2 separate regions of the Drosophila melanogaster genome follow, and region 2 is linked to region 1. Evidence: chromatin contacts called from public Hi-C data. All regions are on one chromosome and are shown on one strand. Each heading gives the region's core, a stretch centred on a gene start, on an enhancer-like site or on the middle of the called end of the contact. The rest is flanking DNA. Distances are from core to core; before and after follow the strand shown.

Evidence for each region. Hi-C and Micro-C count contacts between places; a contact is called where the count stands out from the background.
Region 2: a contact with region 1 is called in a Hi-C map of the Kc167 cell line, with 5 times the contacts expected there. The contact joins the promoter of cyst here to the promoter of poe in region 1. A contact is called at or near these places in 5 of 107 Hi-C or Micro-C datasets (the Kc167 cell line, the S2 cell line, larval brain and 1 more).

The regions. Positions count from the first base shown.
Region 1 is chr2L:8,070,116-8,073,265 of dm6, reverse strand. It overlaps poe (purity of essence), which reads left to right and starts at 1,642. Exons shown (of 13, transcript NM_057638.4): 1 at 1,642-1,818; 2 at 2,000-2,094; 3 at 2,218-2,630; 4 at 2,886-3,150. The coding sequence starts at 1,700. MED20 (Mediator complex subunit 20) reads left to right here and starts at 418. Exons shown (of 1, transcript NM_079924.3): 1 at 418-1,454. The coding sequence starts at 505. The coding sequence ends at 1,263. Trf (TBP-related factor) reads right to left here and starts at 371. Exons shown (of 2, transcript NM_057591.4): 1 at 141-371; 2 at 1-69. The coding sequence starts at 295.
Region 2 is chr2L:19,507,268-19,510,417 of dm6, reverse strand. It overlaps cyst (cysts), which reads left to right and starts at 1,654. Exons shown (of 2, transcript NM_165305.5): 1 at 1,654-2,928. The coding sequence starts at 2,232. Hasp (Hig-anchoring scaffold protein) reads left to right here. Exons shown (of 17, transcript NM_136134.7): 17 at 281-1,465. The coding sequence ends at 1,259.

The DNA.
Region 1 (3,150 bases), core at 393-2,892:
TTCCTCGTACGCGAGTTGATTGCCTTGAGGTCCAGTTCACAGTTCACCGAGAAGGTGGCCACGATATTCCTGCAAGTTATGGATGTATCAATGGGTTTCTATTTATTTCATGAAGTGCCTCTGAAAAGTGGTCAACCAACTGCAATCGTATCTCATGTTGTGCATCCTTGGGCTCCACCAGGGCAACGGGCTGTTGCGGCTGCAGGGCTGCGTGCGGATTGGCGGCAGCATTGCTGGTCGCAGCCACATTATCCCTGTCCCTTTCAGCGTCCGCGACTTTAAAGTGAAACTGCATTGCCGAAAATTATAAACAAATCCGCACGCGACGTGGCCAGTGTTGTCCTATTTTATTGCTGACGAAAATTGTATGCCGGTTTGGTATTTTTATTTGTCTAACTTTTCTCATGACTAAAAAGTCAGCACTGGTCACACTGGACGCTTTTAGCTTGCAAGACTTGTAAACAAAATTAATAAAACTAAAAAGCTGACATTATTGCATAAACTATGGGAGTAACTATCCTTCAACCGTATCCCTTACCCGAAGGCAAATCGGGTGCCCACATAATCGATCAGCTGAGCAAGCGTCTGCTCGCCCTGGGCGCCACACATGCCGGTCAATTTCTGGTGGACTGCGAAACGTTCATCTCGACGCCACAGCCGCACAATGGAGCACCTGGACGCGCAGTCCACGTCCTGCACAACTCCGAGTATCCCGCCTCCACGTTCTCGATCATCGACAATGGCACCGGCAAACAAGTGGCCATTGTCGCCGACAATATCTTCGATCTGCTCATGCTCAAGATGACCAACACCTTCACCTCCAAAAAGCAGACCAAAATCGAGTCCCGTGGCGCTCGTTTCGAGTATGGTGACTTTGTTATCAAACTCGGTTCCGTCACCATGATGGAGCACTTCAAGGGCATCCTCATCGAAATCGAGTACAAGTCATGCGTGATTCTGGCCTACTGCTGGGAAATGATACGCGAAATGCTGCAGGGATTCCTCGGCATTGCTGTGAATAAGGACTTTCCCTCCTATTTCGCTCCACAGACAATAATGACGGCAATGGGGCAACAGCAGCTGCATGCCAAGCACAACGACATCTTTGAGCCAATGGACACCGTGAAACAATACCTGGAGCAGTTCACCAACTATAGGAAGCATGTGACTCTTATGGGCGGTATGGGCAGTGGACCGGGTAGCCAACAGGTTGGTCCGAACGTGCATATGTCGCCGGCGGTGGCGGGACTACATCGATCCTGATCCGCCGACGTCAAGCTGGAGCCACCGGATGAGCCTGCAGCCGATTAAGATGTTTAGAAGATAATTTAAACAAAAAAAATATACATATGTCACTAATATTTAATAATTAAATAATCATTATTTTAAAGCTAGCATCACTAGTTTGCTTTACATATTTTAGACGAATAAACAAAACATTTATTAGCTTGTCCAAATACGTTTAAAATATTATAGTTATATATATATATATATATATATTTTGTGCAGTGTACAGTTTTTTTCATATATTGGTTATTCACTACTTTTTTATGTATTTTTAAAACAGCTGATTGGAATAATGATTAAAGCTGTGTGGTATCCCTGCTCGCACGGCATTTTACCGTTAATGAAATCTGGCCACACAGTAGGCCGAGTACTCAGTACTATCGGGCAAATTGACGAGATTATTTAAACAATAATGTCGGCCCACAGCGGCGGAACGGATTGGAATTCCGTTGTTAAAGCCCTGATACTTAACCGTACAGGAGCCTTAAACAAGAACGAAGTTGTTAATTTGCTCAAAGCTATCACGCGATGGTAAGTACAAACGATCATCTAGAACTTTTCGCCTACCGAATGGCGTAGTGAAAAATTTTCTGCTAGTGCAAAAAGTGACTTGCAAAATTAAATATGGCCGCTCCGGTGACGAAATAGCAAAAAGCTTTGAAAATTCTTTAATATCGAGAACTAACAACGCTCTATTCCGATATTTGCATAGCGAACATGACTTTTTCGAGGAGGAAAGCAATTTCACGCAGTTTTACACGGCCTTTGCGGCCCTGGCGGCGGACAAACTTATGCAAATCAAGACAAGTAAGTGCACCCTAATGATTTTTCGCCAAATGAAAACAAAACAAAGAAATGTTTGGCCAAGAATCGAGTGATTCACTTGCGCCAATTCGCGTTCGCTACATTTATCATCTTGGTGCTTTTCAGTTTGCCAGACGCAGATTTGTCAGTTGCACGATGCCACCGCCGTGCTTATCCGGTTTATTATCTATAGACTGCCCAGGGTGTCCGTCTACGAGACCAAGTGGCTCCTGGGCGCCCTCAAGATGCTCTGCGAGGGCCGGGAGTGCCCAGCATCAGCGTCGTCATCCATGTTCGACTACAATGCGGTGGCTAATGTTCTTAAAAGCTGCAAACATCCCGAGTCGACCACCAAGAGCATTATGCCCAGCAGCAGTTCCTCCGGAAGTGGGGCCAGCAACGACAAGGAGTCGCCCAAGTCGGAGATTAAGCGATCCCGGTCGGACCTGTCCTCGGTTATTCTGCAGCAACTGATTGCTCCTTTAGAGCCCGGCAAGATGACTTGGGTTCCACTCAGCGAGGAGGTCACCGACTGCACTGTGAGCAAATAACTTAAACTCCTGTTTTAATAGCTTCCCTAAGATCGGTCATATTTGTCTGTTATTATTATAAATTACTCTTGAATTGAGTAGGTACGGATATATTACACAACTAAACTAAAATGCAATATTCTATCTAATGAAAATATTTATCCTACTCGATCAATTTAGAAGTTGTGTATAACTATTAGCTATGAGCAAATTTATATTTTCTTAAAAACGAGATACGCAATATTAAAAGCTTACTTCTTTCAGGAACAAATCCTGGCGGCCAATGTGGAGTACTTCCAGGAGCAAAACGGAGTGGATACCCTGCTGGATGTGTGTGTGAGCCTGCCCATACTCAATCGATACCGATCCAAATATATGGAGACCATCAACGGCGGTAAATCGCTTTATTTGCCACTGACCCAAGTGGAGGCCACTGCAGTGAAATCGAGCATGAATCACATGCTTACTGATCTGACTATTTTGAGTCAGGCCCAAGCCCTGATCGAGATGCAGCCACTGACTCCCAGTA
Region 2 (3,150 bases), core at 405-2,904, about 11 Mb before region 1:
GCAATTAGGTATTTGAATTGATCATTAGATCGTTTGACTTTAGGGATTTCTTATAAACATTTATTTTTATTTCTTTAAGGGTTATTTATACTATAAAAGGCAATGATCAGCAGGGTCTGGTTCTGGGAATCTCTTGGAATAGCCCTTCTCTTATCTACACCTTTTATTTTATAGGTACTCAAAACAATCTAAACATATTTGAACCTGGTTAATGGGAGATACCTTTGGGAAACCGTCCTCCATGTGGTAAACTCCACTAATGAATCTCTGCGTCTTGCAGGAACTACACAGAGGGCTGGGTAACCGAAGCGGATGAGGGCCGCGACTCTACACTGGAATACCGGCTGAGCATTGTGGATGCGGCCAGCGACGACTCCGGGTTCTATTCGTGCATGACCCCAGCTCGGCATGAGCACACCGTGGAGGTGGTGGTGCGGGCCATCAACTGCCCGGAGATACCGATGCGACGCGGCCTGATCGTGAACACCAACGATACTAAGCTGAGCACGCGGGCGCTGCTGTCCTGCGCTAACGGGAACTCCTTGATTGGCGCCTCGGAGCTGTTCTGCCTACCGAGTGGCAATTGGAGCGCACCGTTGCCGGTCTGCGAGAGCGTCGAGTGCGGCGACATCCCGCTGGGAATGGGCAGCAACGCGAGCTCGCCCCGTGTGTCCGTGCTGTCGCGCGAGGTGGGCGGCCGGGCGGCCTTCTCGTGCGCCTCCGGTTACGGGCTGCGTGGTCCGGCGGAGGCGATCTGCAATCCGACGGGCGAGTGGTCAGCGCCGCTGCCCACCTGCGTCGAGGTGCAGTGCGACAATCCGGGGGCGCCGCAAAATGGTTACGCCCAGGGCTCAGCACCTTATCGTGCCGGCGACGTGGTCCAGTTCAATTGCAATCCCGAGTACATGATGCAGGGCCAGCCGATCATTGCCTGCCAGGATAATGCCAGGTGGTCTGGCGGGCTGCCCAAGTGCGTGCAGGCCTGCTCGTATCCGGGCACCGTCATCAGCGGCAGGATGTCCTCCGTCAAGTTCTACTACGCCATCGGCGAGAGCATCACGTTCACTTGCGATGCCGGACTGGATCTGCGCGGCTCCAAGGTGCTCAAGTGCCTTAAGAACGGCAAGTGGTCCAGTGCCATTCCCACGTGCGTGACAAACGAGGGTCCTGTCGGCGGAGGAGGAGGAGGAGGAGGAGGCGGCGGCGGAGGATCCGGATCCGTGGCCACCAACAAGCACCTGGCCACCACCATGGGCTAGAGCGATTCGGATTGCCGGTTGCTTCAGAGTGATACTAATACATATTACTACCTACTAACTAATGCACATTCCAGGCGCACAGTCACGCGTTTACCAACTAGTAACGCCATTCTTGCGATTCAATTGTAACTGTAGCGTAACTGTAGCCCTGTACTGTATCGCACGGCCATCATTTTACTTTCAATAAATGTTCGTCGAATAAAGACAAAAGTTCTTCTGTTTTAATTATATTTTGATTTCCGTTACATAGTTAGGATTAAATTTGAATTCAAATGTAGTGTTGTTAATCGGAATCGGAATGGTTGGGCGCTTCTTTTCAGCACTGGTTATGTTAGCGACAGCGCTGTTAAATGTAAAGTGTGCCGCCGTCATGGTCACACTGCCCGACTGCTGGCGATAGTATCGGGTAAGCATCGATATAAGTTCCAACCCCAGCTCGAATCGCATTTAAATTTTAAAACGCTGGCAGAAATCTCACTAGCTTAAGATTCCGTTTAGTTTTCGGTTAAGTGCAACGGCCAGTATTCCCTTTCCCGCACGCGAAGCACCCGTTCGAATTTATCGTTTAAAACTCACGCATTCCCCTCGCCCACGCACTGCTGTTGATGCTGCTGAGCTGCCGTTGTTGTTGCTGTTGTTGCTTCCACTGCTGTTGTGTGGCTGCTGTTATTGTGGTTGTTGTTGGTGCAAGGACAAGTGACGTCCTTCGAAAAAGGCGCAACAATTTACGTCGCGCAACAAGGTGTTTTCGGGGGTGGCGGGAAAATCAATAAATAGCAAAAAGCAAGTGCATACACAAGTGTATATGTACGTATGTACACACATATATGCATGTATGGTGCCCGTCGCGGTTGAGTGTGTGTGCGTTGTATACTGAAACTTTCTTTTTCTAGGCAGCCAGCTGTAAAATAGAACACAGTCGCTAAACAAAGGAAATTGGCCCAAAACGCAGAGAATTCAGTAGACCCTATTATGGACAACGCGGGCGAGGACAGCGACAATGATGTGGTCACCGATTTTCTGAACTCCAACTGCAGCGAGTCCTCGGAAGCGCTGGTTAATGGTGGCTCTACCAACCGAGGCGCCTCCATCGAAAGCCAGAACTATTGCATACCCGTAATAAACGCACCCGTTCCTGGTCCAGCGCGCGCCCCCATTGCTCCGCCACCAGCATCTAATCCTGCCAGCAACACCATCAATAACAACAACATGATACCCACCATAAATGTGACGCCACACAGTCCCGCCCTGGCCTCCAAGTACAACAACATATTCGAGGACACGCTGAGCCAGCTGCAGAACATCCGCGAAACGGTCGTCCAGATGAAGAACTCCTCCTCGCCTAGCCAGCACATGCAGGACGGCAGCTTGGCCAATCATGGACTGCTCAGCGCAGCTATACTGAGTACTTCGCTGCCCGATCTTACGGGGACGGGCACGGGTCCCGCGTCCGGTGGCTCCAACTACGCCATGTGGTCTTCCACGGCACCGCAGCAGTGCCAGTTTCTTCACACAGACCGCCGGAAATCCTGGACAGCCGTGGACGATGGCAGCGGCGCTGGCGACTGCACCAACAAGAGCGTCAGCCTATCCAGCCTGGACAGCGAGGAGCAGGAAACCATTCGCGTCACCGAGCAGCGACGAAGGTCGGCCAGGAACAGCACTGGAGGTAGATATGCACTAAGGTTTCGGGGGTGGGTTGGCAAAGCCATAAGTGTGCAATGCAATAGTAGTTCAGATATTTGTATACCTGCAACATGGCTGGCCCTGTTGATTAGGTAAATTTGCCAATATTATTTAATTATTTAGACAAAAGTGTTTAGGTGTTGAAAGTTTAAAATAATACTAAACAAAAATGCATTCAAAATTAAGTCGGAAATGGATTTTACAG